Regions from separate parts of the Ovis aries genome. Here region 2 is linked to region 1. A link is a contact called in public Hi-C data. All regions are on one chromosome and are shown on one strand. Each heading gives the region's core, a stretch centred on a gene start, on an enhancer-like site or on the middle of the called end of the contact. The rest is flanking DNA. Distances are from core to core; before and after follow the strand shown. Region 1 overlaps ATG10 (autophagy related 10). Region 2 overlaps ATG10 (autophagy related 10).

What was found. Hi-C and Micro-C count contacts between places; a contact is called where the count stands out from the background.
Region 2: a Hi-C map of hypothalamus shows a contact between it and region 1, with 2.5 times the contacts expected there. The contact joins two enhancer-like sites. A contact is called at or near these places in 4 of 16 Hi-C or Micro-C datasets (hypothalamus, liver, skin fibroblasts and 1 more).

Annotation. Positions count from the first base shown.
Region 1 is chr5:79,619,121-79,622,054 of ARS-UI_Ramb_v3.0, reverse strand. The region is part of intron 3 of ATG10 (autophagy related 10); the gene reads right to left. Among named protein-coding and RNA genes, the nearest start is that of TRNAC-GCA, 27 kb to the right of the region's middle. Within about 2 kb of position 1,339, at least 9 of the 54 cell types and tissues checked have an H3K27ac peak or open chromatin away from gene starts, as enhancers often do. A contact at or near this core is called in hypothalamus, where this site is marked.
Region 2 is chr5:79,671,822-79,674,563 of ARS-UI_Ramb_v3.0, reverse strand. All of the region lies in intron 4 of ATG10 (autophagy related 10), which reads right to left. Among named protein-coding and RNA genes, the nearest start is that of TRNAC-GCA, 79 kb to the right of the region's middle. Within about 2 kb of position 1,458, at least 39 of the 54 cell types and tissues checked have an H3K27ac peak or open chromatin away from gene starts, as enhancers often do. A contact at or near this core is called in hypothalamus, where this site is marked.

The DNA of each region.
Region 1 (2,934 bases), core at 90-2,589:
GCCATGCAGCCATCTCATCCTCAGTCATCCCCTTCTCCTCCTGCCCCCAATCCCTCCCAACATCAGAGTCTTTTCCAATGAGTCAACTCTTCGCATGAGGTGGTCAAGGTACTGGAATTTCGGCTTTAGCATCCATCCTTCCAAAGAAATCCCAAGGCTGATCTCCTTCAGAATGGACTGGTTGGATCTCCCTGCAGTCCAAGGCATCAATTCTTCGGCGCTCAGCTTTCTTCACAGTCCAACTCTCACATCCATACATGACCACTGGAAAACTATAGCCTTGACCAGATGGACCTTTGTTGGCAAAGTAATGTCTCTGCTTTTGAATATGCTATCTAGGTTGGTCATAACTTTTCTTCCAAGGAGTAAGCATCTTTTAATTTCATGGCTGCAGTGATTATAGGCCTTAGTTTAACATGTATATAACAATGTAAATGTTATAAAACTTAAACAAGTACAACTAATGTAACAAACAAAAATTGGGGTGGGACAAGAAGGTAGAACATGCACGTGCATCTTTCTGAAACAATCTATAAGGTCTCAAGAGAAACATGTATGGTAAAACAGCAACTCTAACCTCATTATGTTTTTCGTTATCTCAGTTCTTAACTGTAAACAGATCTTTCAAACCATACACTTATACTATATCCTGTAGTCAAGAAGTTCTTATTTGGAAGCTCTACAATTCTTTTAGGTACCTTAAGTGTCTTTCCCTTTTCATAAATTTAAGTAAAAGTGAATTTAATCCTTTTTATTCAAAATAATAGGCACACTCTGATCAACAAAGAATAGGAAAAAAAGAAAGAAGGGAGAGAGGAGGATGCACAAAGAGAAGTTTGTTCTATTTCTGGTTATTTAATGTATTATGGTTGTTATTTAAGGAAAAATTTTTTAAATTTCTTCTTTGTATTTTAATTTTAATGAACTTACACAAAGATAATAGTGATATTTTAATGTTACAAAAAAATCAAGTACAAAGTAGTCATAAAATAAAGATAAATCATCACGGTTACAAAGGCACTATACATCTTTTGAAAACTACACAAGTGAGTTTGACCCATAAACAACATACATGGATATCAAACATAGCTCATAAATTTTGAGCCAGGTGGTAGTCCTCTGGGATCTTTTAACTTTGCATAAACAGAGCTGTGAGGTGGAAGTCTACTTTGTATTTTAGTACACAACTAAAGGAACTATTCAGGAAGTCTGATCTCCTGAATAAACAAACCCAATGATCCTCCCTTCAGTCCCCATCCTAAACTATGCCCTGCAGCAGCTGACTCTGCTCAGGTCCTCTACACGCTGGACAGTGGCTTCAGTGTTCTGCGCTCAGCAGCAGTGGACATATTGTTGAGTAACAAGTGGGGCATTTTCCTGCCTGCTCGCAGCTCTGTCAGTGTCTGTACAGGCTCCTTCCCACACTTCTTCCTTTCTTTACCTTCCTACACGTAGGCATCCCCCAAGGTTTCGTTCTCACTTCTCTCCTCTTCTCAGTCTAATTGCCCTGATTTATCTCATTCACTCCCAAACTCTAGCTCTGGCTTCTCTTCTGAGCTCCAAACCTAAAACTGGAAGTATGCGCTAGACATCTTTATAAGGATGGATGTCCTCCAGCATTTCCAGTCTGATCTGACAGCACCGAATAAACGCCACCCTCCACCTCCACTCCAGCCTCTGTCACCCTTTACATCTCCAGTGAGGGTAATGGCAGCTTGTTCAACTTTCTGGTCACAGAGACTGAAAACCTGGGCATTCTTTTGGACACCAGCTTTGTTCCGAATTTGCTATGAGATCTGGTGCACATTACCTAATATATTTTTAGTACAAATCTTTAAATCTCAAGATACTTCTAAAGGCTTCCCTTGTGGCTCAGACGGTAAAGAATCCGCCTGCAATGTGGGAGACCTAGATTTGATCCCTGGGTTGGGAAGATCCCCCGGAGAAGGGAAAGGCTACCTATTCCAGTATTCTGGCCTGGAGAATTCCATAGACAGTCCATGGGGGTCACAAAGAGTCGGACACAACTGAGCAACTTCCACTCTAGTATAAACAAAGTTTATAGGTTTAAAAGTATTTGAATTGAATTTGAATACTTCTAAAGGATACAAAATACAAATACATATATGATTTAGGAACAGTATTATTGTATAAATTGTATGTGTGCAAAAATATATATACAAACATATACATAGGTATCTGTAAACACATGCATGATGTATATATCTAAAATATAAATAAAAGATATTACTATTATAGAATAGTCCCCTCATGAACAAAAGTACATAAAGGTCCAGTTTTATTCTCTCAGTTCTCCAGGTAACCTTTTACCCTGAATGAAAAACATCAGTTGTTTCCTTCTAATGGCCTGCAATTTGCTCTCCTGTGCCAAAAGAATAAAACCAAAACCCCTAAGCATGGATTTCAAGGTGCTTCATATCTGACTCCACCTTAGCTTTCTGATCTCATTTCCCAGTACATTCCCTCTATTCACCATTTCTATCAAGCCATCCCTATACTTTCTTTTTCCCAAATACATCCTGCATTGTTGCTCTTCTCTCCAATCTAGAATCTCCATTTTAGAAAACCTCTCCTTCAAGGTCCAATTCAAATATCAACCTCTCAATGATATTTCCAATGATTCTTTATCAAGATAAGTGGCCCATATTCTACCTTATAAATAGGAAGATCTTCATAATTCTCTCTATTCAACTAGATTATAAGTACCTGAAGGACAGAGACTGTGGAGTATTCACCTTTGACTCTTCATTACTTGTCTTACATACATTAGACATTTAATAGATGTATGTAGGATTGAGCTCCAATACTTTGGCCACCTGCTGCAAACAGCTGACTCAATGGAAAAGAACCTGATGCTGGGAAGGACTGCAGGCAGAAGGAGAAGAGGGTGACAGAAGATGAGATTACTGGATG
Region 2 (2,742 bases), core at 209-2,708, 52 kb before region 1:
CATCATAAGGTTTCGAGGTTTCCATCTTTGAACTGTATGCAGAAATGGTTAGAAATTCCTCCTCTAGGTTCATTCAATAGTTGCTGACATTGTGCCACAGTTAATACTATGGGCATTAAAATGAGTAAGACAAAGAATATATATGTAATATAAGTATTACACACCCACACACATCTATGAGTAAAGCTTATCACTCTGTAGGCTGAAGTACTCACTATTAATTGCCTTTCTCTCTCTTTTTACCTTAACCTCCTCCCTTCTAGATTATCATTTTATAGGGAACAAGTAAACAAATAATTTTCTGATATCATGCAACATGTGATATATGATATAATGTGATATAATATGACACAGGGGTGATAACAACAAATGGCATGTTAGCTGAGTCTTGGGCAATAGTTGGCCTGGCAGACACTGGACATATCAAGGAGTAAGAGGTGATCACAGTCCAATGTAGTTGTACTTTAAGAAACAGAATAAAGATTTCCTCTTACATCTAAGCTAGTTGATAAAAGAAAAGGTAATATCAATTTAAATAGGAATTACTTACTACTTGCTTTACCTAAAAAAAAAAGGTACTAGAATAAAATTCAGAGCAAAGCAGAGAAACTAATTTTTACTAAGACTCAAATGCAAAAAAAAAAAAAAAAAAAAAATTCTAAATACCTGTCAAAAACAAGGCTGAGTGAACTATTTTTGAAGCAACAATAACAAAAAAAGACCCCTGAGCAAGAAATTTTATAGCCATCCTGTTTCTAGGTCGGAATTCTCTTAGAATGAGACAAAGAAAAATCTGGACCTGGAATAAGAAGAAGATGTTAGGAATTCAATTCACCACACTAACAGAGATTTGTTTAACAGATGAAAGGCCAGAGTAACCACATAACATATGAACAGGGAATGGACTGAGGGGAAAAAAGGAAAAATTATGACTCCAGAGTAAAGGATAATACATTTTCAGAACACCTGTTAGGTTAAGTTAGGTAGAGAAAGGAAAAGAAATTATCAGACTCTGATAAAGGAAAGAACCATTCTTCATGTTTCTCCACAAGAAAACACTCAGTATGCTTTGCAAATATTAAATCTGATATTCTAATGCACCTGAAAAATCACTAAGTGAATTCCAGAATTTAAAAATTCCTAACGCTAATTCTATACAACACAGAATGGGGAGGGTGAAGAATAAGAAATGCTTCGACACAAAGTAAATGACTTGTTTGTGTTTCCTTTATAAAAGCATAAACAAAGAGCATCTTAAAATATATAAATAGAATCAAAAAAGGCTAGTTATTTTGTGTGTTTTTTTTAAGAAACAGAAAACCACCATGAAGAAAAGAGCGTAGAAAGTATACAAATTTCATTAAAATATAATTGAACTTGCAGGAACAATTACTGTGCTGTACTGTAAGGGGAGCTGTTGGCACATAAGAGCAAAGCACACGTATGAGCTCATCCACCAGCCTCAGCAAGACCCACTTCCAGCTAGAAGCAGTCATGTTTCAACACCTCCGATTCCCTAACGCTGACAAGCTAAACAACTTGTTTTGTCTCTGGGAGCTCTTCTCTGGTGATTAACTGCTTATGGTGAATACTAATTACATGAAAGTACAGTATTGAAGAAATGGTATCCTGTTTCCTTTACCTGCAGCCTCGACATGAATCCAGAAGCTACTGGGTAGAGTCCTTGCAAACCAAAACCGAGAAGGACATTTTTCTCCCCTCCAGTAAATAAATGTAACCCCTTCTATTTTTCAGTATAACACAGCTCACTGACAAGAAGCTTCCTTTAACCTCTGGGCTCCAAACCAAGTAGAATCACAATAAAGTGAGTATTTTAAAGGCCTATAATAATCATATGGATTAATCTGCAGCAAGAGTTTGTGAATTAGTAAACTCAGTGTCCTTAATTCCCCATGTCCCATGTTGAAAATTTACCCCAAATTGTCAGTTCTTAGGAGCTGCACCTCAGATTAAAATCTTCTCACCAGGGAGTCTATGAGAATTTGTTCTTGTGTTTTAAATCCTAAGTGCTTGTTAAACCGCCAACACTGCAAAATTAGAGACCATTAAACAATATAAGGCAGCAAGTGATTAAATCTACCAAATACACATTCAAAGCAGCTTAAGCTACTTTTTAATTAAAAATAAAATATCACTGGCTAAATTCAGATGTCTTAGCTATCCAGAAAAGGTTAGAAGGCTGTCCAAAATGCAAAATGCTGCTGATAAGTCCAGAGAGAAAAAGAGAAATGGGGTAGGGGTGGGCTGGGGAGGTGGTTCCTCTTGACTTCTGAGCCCAGGGTGGAGAGGCCTCAAAACGCTGACCTGGTTTAGTCAGAGGACGTGAAGCGGGGAGCCCTGGCTGTGCTGCAGGGTGAGGACTTCATGTGGCCGCTGATTAAATAAGCTTTATTAGCCAAGACCTCAGAGGAGACAGGGTGTTCCACCTTCTTGGCAAGGGGGATGAGTTGAGTAACACTGCAGGAAGCTGAGGCACTGGAGATGTATAGATGGCCGAAGGAAATGTTAGTGCTATTTTTAAACATAGCTTAAATGGACTGATAAACAGTTCCTAAAATAATAATTAGTGTTGGGGAAGGAGGCATGGGGACTTTTGAGTTAATGGGATCATTTGAGATTGAAAGAAATTTTCACTGTAAAGTTAGAAGTAAATAAACATTGTAGCTTTAAGTTGTTCCTACTTGTTTAAAGTAAAGAAAAGAAAAAGGGCCAGGGGGCTTA